Linked DNA regions of Mus musculus: region 2 is linked to region 1. A link is a contact called in public promoter capture Hi-C data. All regions are on one chromosome and are shown on one strand. Each heading gives the region's core, a stretch centred on a gene start, on an enhancer-like site or on the middle of the called end of the contact. The rest is flanking DNA. Distances are from core to core; before and after follow the strand shown.

Region 1 (5,296 bases), core at 1,309-3,808:
TTGGCAAGCATGTCCATTTGTGTACACACACACACACACATTTTTAAAGTAGAGGAAAAAGGACAAGGAGGCAGATAAGTAACTACTTGGGAAGAACTGAGAGCAATGTGAGAGAGACAGGGATGAGACAAGGAAGGTGTGACTAATATAAAAGCCCATTATATTCACTTATGCCACATTATATTCATGTACATTACAAAATAACCCTACATCAGTTGCACGTTGATAAGGCTGTCTATGGTAACTTTAATTTCAAAAACTTTATACCCTTCTTAGGCAGTATCACGGCCTTACTTTTTCAATAATGGACTTTCAAGTTAGAGTCGTGTCTGAGGTTACGCAGCCGTGCAGCGCCTGCACCCCTGACTCACCGGAGTCGTTGCGCAGGTAGGAGGACATGGCTGGGATGAGGCAGGACTGACTGAGGAGCTCCAGAAGCACCGAGGGCAGAGCACTGCTGTTCTGGGCGCGGCTCTCGGGAGACGCCTGGGCTTCCCCATTGACAGCACCACTCATGGGGTTTATGTAACTCGCAAGGACCTGCATTGCAGACAAGAAATTGGAGTTCAGCTTTATACACTTCAGTGATGTGTTTCATAACTAGACACTTGATCTCAGCACACTCAAGAGCATCTGGTTTTTACTTAGCCAATGTTGACACTCTTTCTGATTGTGTACTTTTCATTTTGGAGATAGCTTTTCCACATAAGGCCCTGACAAACCTCAAGGTTGGGTTTCTCGACTGAGAGGGTGGCCTTGGATTTTTATCCCTCAACTTTGTGTGCTGGGATTATAGGCCTGAGATATCAAACACGGCTAAAAAAGGACATTTCCACTTAACTTTTCAGAAGGGAAGGGACTGTTTGCTGAGGGTTGCTTACACAGGACAATAGCTCTCTATGTAACTGAAAGAGGAGCGCCCTGAGGACAGAGCAGCACACGAGCGCAGTAAGCCGTGACTAACAGAGCAGTGACTGGACAGTGACTGACAGACACGGGAGCATCACCACTGTCGCCTTTGGATTTCTCTTTCTGGGGAACTCAGGAGGCTCCCGTGGCCTCCACTTGGCCATGTGGGTCACCGTGACCTGAGATTCAGATGCTCGCTCGCAGTGTCACTTTAATGCGGTGCCGAGGACTGAATCCAGAGGGCCCATGAATGCTAGGCACACACGCTACTACGCTGCACTCCAAGTCCTCACTGCACTGATTCAGTCTGAGAGTGCTGGGACCTCAGAATTTATACTACAACGAGCATGCCATCTTAAAACTGCAAAGTAACACTTCAAAATGGCGGCAATTTCATTTATTTCTATGATATAAAGATGTCCCCTCCTATTTTCAACTTGCTTGATTGTGGAATCACTATAGAACAATTTGAACTGAGAGTGAGCTACAGGTACAGTTTAGCGGTGAGAGGTCCCAGTGCAGAATGGAGTACGAATACTGGGTTGTAAGCACAGGTCAGAGGCTTTACATTAAAACAAAGGCTAGCTAGCAGATGTTATGTTTCTAGAGAACATCTTGAAATCAAAGGATAATTGTATCTGAGGTGAGAAGCTAATTGAGGGGAATATATTTAGAATTACAAGCATAAAAGACCATTCTTTAAACCATGGCATTTATACTGTATTTGGAGAAGAAAGCAAAAGCAAGCCTAAGAATGCTGGAGCACATCTGTCATGATTACACTTGGAGGTGAAGAAAGGAAGATCAGAGTTCAAGGGCAGCCTAGAAAACATGAAACATCTCAGCAAAAAGAAAAAAGACAAAATACTTAATGAACTGAGTAAATCATCAGTACTGATAACAACCGACTCACAAGCGTACCTGCAAAAGGCAGGTCACATGCTCCTCTTCTAGCCTCTGTTTAGTTAAGGCTTGTTCCACGTCCCATCCTGATGCCGTGGAACCTGTGCCAAAGCCAGTCCCTTTGGCCCAGTACAGCTGCTGTTCTTCTGCTGATGTGGGGTTATGGGAATTTGACACCTGCGGCTTTTAAGAAGAGGAAAATTACTAGTATTTGGTATTATTTGTTTTTTTTTTTAAATTATCATTAGGACTATCCAAAAGATTAACAATATAAAAATCAATTTGGCCATTCATCAAAAAGTTGAAAACTACTTACTGTGACACTCCTAGGCATACACCAAACACAATGAAAACTGGTGCTAAAATAAACATTTGTATACACCCGCACACAGCAGTATTATACACTACAATCCAAGGATAAAAAGATCCCAAATGCTTGCCAATGAATGAATATATTGAACTAATCAAGGGAACACTATCCAGCTGCAAGAAAGTAGACTAATGCATGTTGTATAAAGAAAATTTGGAAAGAACACCAGAGAGACACAGACAGACAGACAGACAGACACAGACACAGACACAGACACAGACACACACACACACACACACACACACACACACACACACACACACACACACGGGTGGGGGAGGGAGGGAAGGAGTAAAGAAGAAGTAGGGAGAGGAGGAGGAGAAGGGGAGGGCAGAGGAGGAGGCAGAGGGAGAAAATAAATGAAAGTGAAAACTACTTAAGGCTCAAAGAATCAATGACTCAAAACCAAATAGAAACAGAAACACAGAAAAGTTTAAGCCAGACCATTTTAGGGCTCCAGTAAAAAACTATCTCAGGAGATTTCTCAATCAAAGGAGAAAGACAACTTCTATTTTTAGAAGGAACATATCAGAATGGCTAAGATCAAGAACTAAAAGGACAGCACATGGGGGTGAAGCAAGGGGAACACTCCTCACTGTTCGGATTAGGAATAGTTCTACCTCAAGACCCAGTATGCCACTCCTGGGCATATACCCAAAAGATGTTCCACCACCCCACAAGGACACTTGCTCAACATGTTCAAAGCAGTTTTATAATAAGTAATAGCCAGAAACTGGAAATAACCTAAATGCCTCTCCACTGAAGAATGGATACAGAAAATGTGGTTTATCTATACAATAGTAGACTACTCAGCCATTAAAAACCAAGGACATCACTTGGGAGGCAGAGGCAGGCAGATTTCTGAGTTCAAGGCCACCCTGGTCTACAGAGTGAGTTCCAGAACAGCCAGGGCTACACAGAGAAACCCTGTCTCGAAAAACCAAAAAAGCAAACAAACAAACAAAAACAAGGACATTATGGATTTCACAGGCAAATGGATGGAACTAGAAAATATCCAGAGTGAAGTATCCAAGACCCCAAAGGACATACATGGTATGTCCTCACTTTTAAGTGCATATTAACCATAAAGTACAGGATAATCATGCCGTAATCAACAGACCCAAACAAGGATGGCCCAAGGGAGGATAGATATCCCAGACGATGGAAAGAGGGGACGGAGAGGGTAGGGAGAGATCATATGTAGGAAGAACAGGGTAGAGGAAAGGGAAGTAGACAGTGGGAGGGCAATCTTTAGGATGTGCCAAAGACCTGAGATGGGAAGAGGTCCACAAGGTCTATAGAGGTGAATCTAGCTAAGACTCCTAGTAGTGGGGCATATAGATCCTGAAGTGGCTGCTTCTTGTAGCCAGGCAGGACTCCCAGTAGAAGGATAAGGACAGCAACCCACCAGAAAGCCTTCGACCCAAAATGTACCCTGCCTACAAGATGTGCAGGGACAGAGATAGAGCAGAGTCTGAGGGAATGGCCAACCAATGACTGCCCCAAATTGAGACCCATCCCATGGGTGAGAACCAATCCCTGACACTATTAATGATACTCTATTAAGCTTGCAGACAGGAACCTAGCATAACTGACTTCTGTCCCAGCAGCCAAAGGAACGAGATGCAGAGACTCATAAACAAACATAAGATGGAGCTCGGGAATCTTACAGAAAAGCTGGGGGCAGGACTGAGACCCAAAATGGAAAAAAGAAAAGGGGAAGGTAGAATGGGGGGAGAACTTACATGAGGGGATACTGTGAGGAGAGAAAGGGCTGATATTGGATTGATAATGAAGTGAATCAATAAATTTTAAAAAACTAAAATGGCATTCTTAGTCAAAAGAGGCACACTACTTCTATTTCTAGAGGTCACATATCTCAATTTTTTGTTGTTGTTCAAATGTGAGTGGACCAGGTATTTATTTCTGTAAGCATATAGATCAGTGGCGACTACAGTGTAACCCTGATAAAGAGACCAAGAAAAGGTCATATTGGTGATAAGGAAGAATAGAAAATCGAAACAGATACAGAAGTCAGGAAGGAAGATACAAAGTTAATGCTGTGCTAGTTTTATTCCTGTCATGGAGTTTTTTCTTTTTTCCTTTTTTTATAGTGGGTAAGTACATAAATATTAATTGAGGGCACAAGTTTAAAACACTAAGCAAAGCTCTTGGGCTTCAGAATGGCGATTCTAATAGAATACAGGTTCACTGAGATGTACAGAGTTCGCACTGGTGGAGTATTTGTCTGAATTAATCTAGTTGTGTAATTTTTTTATTTGTGAGTTCATTACAATAAACTGATTTTTATATTTAAAAAAAATATGAATAAAGAAAGAATGAGACAGTTCAGTGGCTAAAGACACTTGTTGACAAGCCTGACTACCAGAGTTTGACCTCAAGCTGTTACCTGCCCCAAACACATACATACACACACACATAATTTTTTAAATTAAATAATACAAAAACAAATACCTCAAGTATTATGAAAATTGGATAAAACCAAAAAAAATTTAGAAATATAACCTTAACCATAAAGGTTAATTCTTTATTTATGTGGGAAGTAAAATCTTTGTTTAAATTAAACAGAGTATGCACCCTGAAAGCATTTAAAACTAGGTATATTTTTTGTTGCTTTCACTGGAAGTATGTTCTAAGAGAAAATATTAGGTAGAAATAGTTTCTATAAATTGTTAGCTATATCACTGTAGATATATAACTAAGACATTCACTTCTTATAAGGTAGGCAATTAAACAGGCTATTAATACTTCATTGCTAGAGCAAGGTATGATGGTACAGGTAGAGCAGGCAGATCTCTGTGAGTCTGAAACCAGCCTGGTCTACCTGTACCATCATCATACATAGTAAATTCCAGGCCAGCCAAAGTAACATAGTGAGACCTTGTCTTAAAAACAAAAAACCTCCTTGCTGTATAAATAATTACTAGAATAATCACTAGATACTTAATACTAAGAAGCAAAATAGAGAGATGGCTCAGTAGTTAGAAGACTGTACTATTCATTCCTACAGAAGACTCAGGTTCAAACCCTACCACACACATGGTGGCTCCATCCATAACAACAGTTCCAGGGGATCCAGTGTTGTCTTCTAAA
Region 2 (5,296 bases), core at 1,474-3,973, 850 kb before region 1:
GCAACAGTTACAGGTCCCATGCGTATCACTGCCATACAGACATGACCTTGTTACATTTCAGAGTTCTATTTGGGTTTTATGCAGGGTGAAACAGGTGTGTGGGGCGGGGGGAAGAAATCATCTTTCCTGGTTCATATAACTAGCCAGTAGTAACTCTAAAAGGAATACATACATCTTGATTTCTGATCACAGTGCTTTTGAAGTCATGAGGCTATTACCAGAGCTACAAGCCCATATCAGCACACTCAGCCTCCTCCTCCTCCTCCTGAGGGTAGTCATGGATTCACAGCACTGACCTCACCACCCTGCTTGGCTTCATCTTGCCCATCATCCTGGTCAGGTTCAAATGCAGTGCCTCGATCTACAACATCCACACCAGCTTGTACCGTGGGCTTCTCGTTTTCCCACTTGGCAAAGCCCTTGTCCTTTGCTGCTTTGTCATGGAACTTGGATTTCATTTTGGGGAAGGTATGGGACCCTGAGTCTCCCCAGACAGCCTCTGACCACACAGGTTCCGTCTGGGTGGCTTGACTAGTGGTGGCTCTCTGCAGCCTCACGGAGATCTTCCGGGAAGATCCTGTAACCAGGGTAATGGCTCTGCTGTCCAGGTCTCGGTGTCCAGCCGTGACCCCAGGAAACTCAAATACCTCATCCTGCACTAGAAGGGAAAAAAAAGAGTGATTATTATTTGACATTGGTCTGTCCAGGAGCAAACCATCGCTGTTAGTACAGACACCAGGAATCTGATATGCAGGGTTCCAGAGGACCAGATCAAAAAGCAACAGAATGAAGGGTTTAGCATCCAGAGCAATCTACAGAAGGGAGTGCCCTTGTGTTTGTATGATTCAGACCCTAAGTAGATGCAGAAAACAAATCAAGGACAGGTATGGAGAGGTGCTTTAAAAAAACACTGCGGGGTGGGGTGGGAGGGGTTGTGAAGAACACAGAGAGCCTTACCTGGGGGCAAGGCTGGGCTTCCAGGCAGTGACCCGGGGTTGCTGCTCAAGGAGGGTGCCCTGGCAAGTCTCCTGCAGGCCAGAACCAAGAGGTCTTTGCACTGCTTGTGGCAGTTGGCTCCACAGTCTAAAAAGAACCCAAATTAGCACAAATGAGTGTGAACCGTGTGTCTGACTCAGCTTCCAGAGTGGAAACAGCTGCTAGCCTTGCCAGCCTTGCTGGCCTTGCAGACCCCCTTCTGAATTTCAGGGATGAATCTAGGAAGCCATTGTTGGGGGCACAGATTAACTCTTTAGCTTCTATTGTCCCAAGAGACCAAAGTTCTCAGTGAGGCCAAGACTATTTATGGTTTAATTAGACCGATTTGATTCCTACCCAAAATATCCATCGCATCCCAGGTATTTACCTTTGCACTTGTAGCCTTGTTTGATTATGCCCCAGAGCTGAAACAGAAGATGAGGCAATGTCAGTGGATGGGAAGAGACGTCTAGAAGGAAAACAAGTCAACAGAGAAAAAAGTCCTGGGAAGGCCAACAACTGGTGGCTCACAAACAGGATGGAGCTGCTCTAGACACCCTTCCTGTCGGAGAGGAGCCTCTCCCATCCCCCCAACCCCCAGCTGTGATGTTAACTTCCCTTTTCTTTCTTGGAGCCAAATGGTAGATGGGATGGGAAATTAAAGTTGGTAAATTGGTATGTTGGTTCCCCTTTGGTGATGTACTTTCAAGCCAAATATGTAGGAATTGACCAGTAGGTCTTCCTGTCTTTCTCATTAATGATACTGACAGCTTTTGCCACCTTCTGCAGGGAAGGAAACAATATAAGCAAATTACTAATTTGGATTTTGCCAGGTAAAAAAGGGGCACATGTGCTTGCACTGTGTCTGTGGCAGGGCTGTGGGGGCTGTCAAAAAGGCTCTGACGCTGCCAAACAAGGATATGGTTGCTTCCACGAAGTTAGTAAGTATGAAGCCACTGCTAACCAAAGGTTCCAGGGAGCATTGTGATGGATTTAGTTGCTGCACAAGACCCCAACACACAGGATTAAACATCAGAAAACAATCACTCATACGAACGCTCCATTCTACAGTGCTGAAATTAAGCTTTTTATCAGGCCTTTCCCGGAACCAGGAGAAGCAACAACTTAATTCTTCCCAAATGGCCAGTTTCAATTTTCTACCTACACCTTAATTCATAAGAAGGAAAGGTGAAGGGACTCATGCAATCAGTTCTCCTTTTCTGTTTAGACAGGACTGCATGATGTAGCCCAAGATGGTCTTGAACTTCCAATCCTCCTGCCTCACCCTCCCAAGTGTTGATGTTATTATAAGCATGTACCACTACACCTGGCTATTTTTCTATTGTTCTCTCCCCACCTTCATGCACAGGGAGGGACCAATCTGCTATTGCTTAGGCTTCTCTCTGTCTATAAAATCAACCTCTGCCACCAGGTTCATTGGAAAACATACCCTGTTTTGTTGAATTACGTGTTGCCTGGTTTTAGAATCTAAAACAGTGATAGCTAGGATCTTTAACCGAAACTATAATTTTGTTCTTTGACATGACAAATGCCTCAGGTTGGATGAGGAGTGTTTTTGCAAGCTGTTTTGGCCACAGTCTTGGTTGTGGTGTAACATCTTGGCAGAAATGAAGACATTCTAAAGAGTCCCGTGTTCCCTTCCCTTTATCCCTCAAGCTATTGAATGAAGCAATGGTCCCCAGGGAACTGGAGCTTCCAGCAAGCTCATGCCTGGAGACAAAGAGGCTGAAGTCCCAGACCAGCAAGAGGAGGGGCATCTCTCTCTGAGAGAGAGTTCCCACAATCCTGACAGCTTCTCGGGCCACCTTGCAAAAGAGACTGGAGCTGAGACAAGGCTGGGTCAAAATCGGGCCAAACCACACTTCAACAAAGACTTCCTGGTCGTAGATCATACCTGCTCTAGTTAAGCACAAACCTGGAGTGTCAGAACTCAGAAGACTAGATGGAGTCGTGCAGCACCTCTTTATTTGTCGCTATTGGCATTCCTTCTAGGCTCTGCCCCACCGTTACCTGGCAACAGCCAGGTGTGCCTGACACACCATAAAAGGGGCTGCTTGCCCCCCCTCCTCCCTCTCTTTTCTTGCTCCTCTCCCTCCTACCCTCTTAACCCCTCGGTCCCCTCTCCTCATTCCCCTCCCCCTCTCCACCTGCTCATGGCCAGCCTCTCCTCCTCCTCCTCTTCCTCCTCCTCCTCCTCCTCCTTCTTCTTCTTCTTCTCTCTCTCTCTCTCTCTCTCTCTCTCTCTCTCTCTCTCTCTCTCTCTCTCCCTCTCTCTCTCTCTCTCTCTCTCTCTCTCTCTCTCTCTCTCCTGCCCCTCAACTCCCATCCATGCCCTAGATAAACTCTATTCTATAATTCTATTCGATACTTTCCTGTGGCTGGTACCTCAGGGGGAAGCGATGCCTCAGCTTGGGCTCACAGAAGCACCCCCTTCCCCGACACCATACTGAGCCTCCACCAAACATATCCCTAGCTTCTTTTTCTCTTTTTAAAAAAACACAGCAGTCCCTCTTCCCAACATGGCCACATTGAATTGTTTATTTGTCTAGTTGGCATCTTGAAGTCAGGTGGCTAAGCCTAGAGAGGCGTCTGGGTCCCAGGTTCTGACACTAAAAACTCCAGTAAAAGTTGGGACTTTGCCCTCCTGGTATACTGGTGTTTAACACTGTGAGAAAAGTGTCCTTGCCCAGATCTTCCTTCTACCTTCTCCATAGCCCTAGCCCAGGGCAGCAGGGATGCCAGCACGTTCAGTATTAGGCTTAGCTTAGTTTAGTGGGCTTAGACTGGAAAAACTCTACCTTGGTAATGGATTAGTCTAGGTGCTTGCTGTTTACTTAATACAGTGATGCTGAAAAGGATAGGCCAATGGCCTCAGGAGAGGGAACACTGTTCACAATGCATTATGGTCAACATGTCCTCTGAGTAGGAGCGTCTGGCCCTGATTTTAAAAAATGAAGTAGCTACCAATGTAGAGTGACTAAGAAAGGACGCCCGGGTGGCTGCCCCCTTCCTCTCATGCAAACAAAGAAATCCCATCAGGGGACCCCAGAGATTCTTTTGATCCTTTACAGTCCTTAGGTCTTTCAGTACACATTAAGATGCAAATGCCTTCTGGCGGCATCACAGTTTGCCTCTGGGCAGTAAAGATGTCTTCACACCACTGATAGGTTAGCTCAGGACCACTAAAGACTAAATGGGGGCAGAAAGGGAAAGTGGGCAATCAGGTTAATTATACCTTCTCAAGAGTCTGTGAAATTTTAAATCATCTAGCTGGCTTCTGTCATGTAAGAGGTGAAGATGACTGTTAGCGTTCTATCTAAACTCCACCCCACAGTTACCTGGCAACAGTCAGGTAGGCCTGACTCACTATAAAAGGGGCTGCTTGCCCCCCCCCTTCCCCCTCTCTCCACATGCTCATGGCCAGTCTCTATTCTTCTCCTCTACTTCTCTCTGCCATTCTCTGCCTCTACTACCCTCCTAACTCCCCTCCCCATGCCCTGAATAAACTCTATTCTATACTGTACCGCCATCTTCATGTGGCTGGTCCCTCTGATTGATTGATTGATTGATTGATTGATTGATTGATTGATTTTTCAAGACAGGGTTTCTCTGTGTAGCCCTGGCTGTCCTGGAACTCACTTTGTAGACCAAGCTGGCCTCGAATTCAGAAATCCACCTGCTTCTGCCTCCTGACTGCTTGGGATTAAAGGCGTGCGCCACCATACCTGGCTTCTTTATTTTATTATAAACACATCAACGATGATTCAGGAAATAGATACATGCAAGTCTCAACCTGCAAAACTTTAATGACATTCCAGTCCCAGTTTCTGGGTTGTTCCTGTGTGAACAAAGCCACTAGGGTAGGACCAGAAGGAGAGTAAGGGTCAATCATATATATGAGAAACTCACAGGTAAATTAAATGAACTACAAAAAAAAAAAAAAAAAAAAGCCTCAGATAGGCAACCCAGGCTCAGAAAAACAAATATGGTGTGTATACAATTATGTATGGAAATGAACTGTTAAGTCAATGAAGTCAATGATAGCCAACCTACAACCCATAGAATCACGGAGGATAGGTATAGAGTGTTAGCATTTTCTCTAGGCTCTGCCCAACAGTTACCTGGATAGGCTGGTACCTCGGGGGTTGGTGGTGGGGTGGGGGAGGAATGCCTCAGCATGGGCCTACAGAGGCACCCATTCCTTGTCACCCTCACCATAACACGCCTCTACCAGACATATCCTTCCTTCCTTTCCTTTTCTTTTTTATAAAACGCAACAGTTTCTTGTGCTTTCCTTAAA

Evidence for each region. Promoter capture Hi-C pulls out the DNA fragments that hold promoters and counts their contacts.
Region 2: a promoter capture Hi-C map of the 3T3-L1 cell line shows a contact between it and region 1, with 4 times the contacts expected there. The contact joins two enhancer-like sites. A contact is called at or near these places in 8 of 39 promoter capture datasets (the 3T3-L1 cell line, the HPC-7 cell line, cranial neural crest and 4 more), 18 of 484 Hi-C or Micro-C datasets (the HPC-7 cell line, LSK cells, adipose-derived mesenchymal stem cells and 11 more) and 1 of 115 datasets of contacts at active chromatin or transcription factors (astrocytes).

The regions. Positions count from the first base shown.
Region 1 is chr17:74,665,458-74,670,753 of GRCm38.p6, reverse strand. It overlaps Birc6 (baculoviral IAP repeat-containing 6), which reads right to left. Exons shown (of 73, transcript NM_007566.3): 63 at 1,831-1,995; 64 at 372-540. Among named protein-coding and RNA genes, the nearest start is that of Ttc27, 50 kb to the left of the region's middle. Within about 2 kb of position 2,558, at least 24 of the 459 cell types and tissues checked have an H3K27ac peak or open chromatin away from gene starts, as enhancers often do.
Region 2 is chr17:75,520,253-75,525,548 of GRCm38.p6, reverse strand. It overlaps Rasgrp3 (RAS, guanyl releasing protein 3), which reads right to left. Exons shown (of 17, transcript NM_001166493.1): 14 at 1,364-1,400; 15 at 958-1,083; 16 at 297-658. Among named protein-coding and RNA genes, the nearest start is that of Fam98a, 29 kb to the left of the region's middle. Within about 2 kb of position 2,723, at least 43 of the 459 cell types and tissues checked have an H3K27ac peak or open chromatin away from gene starts, as enhancers often do.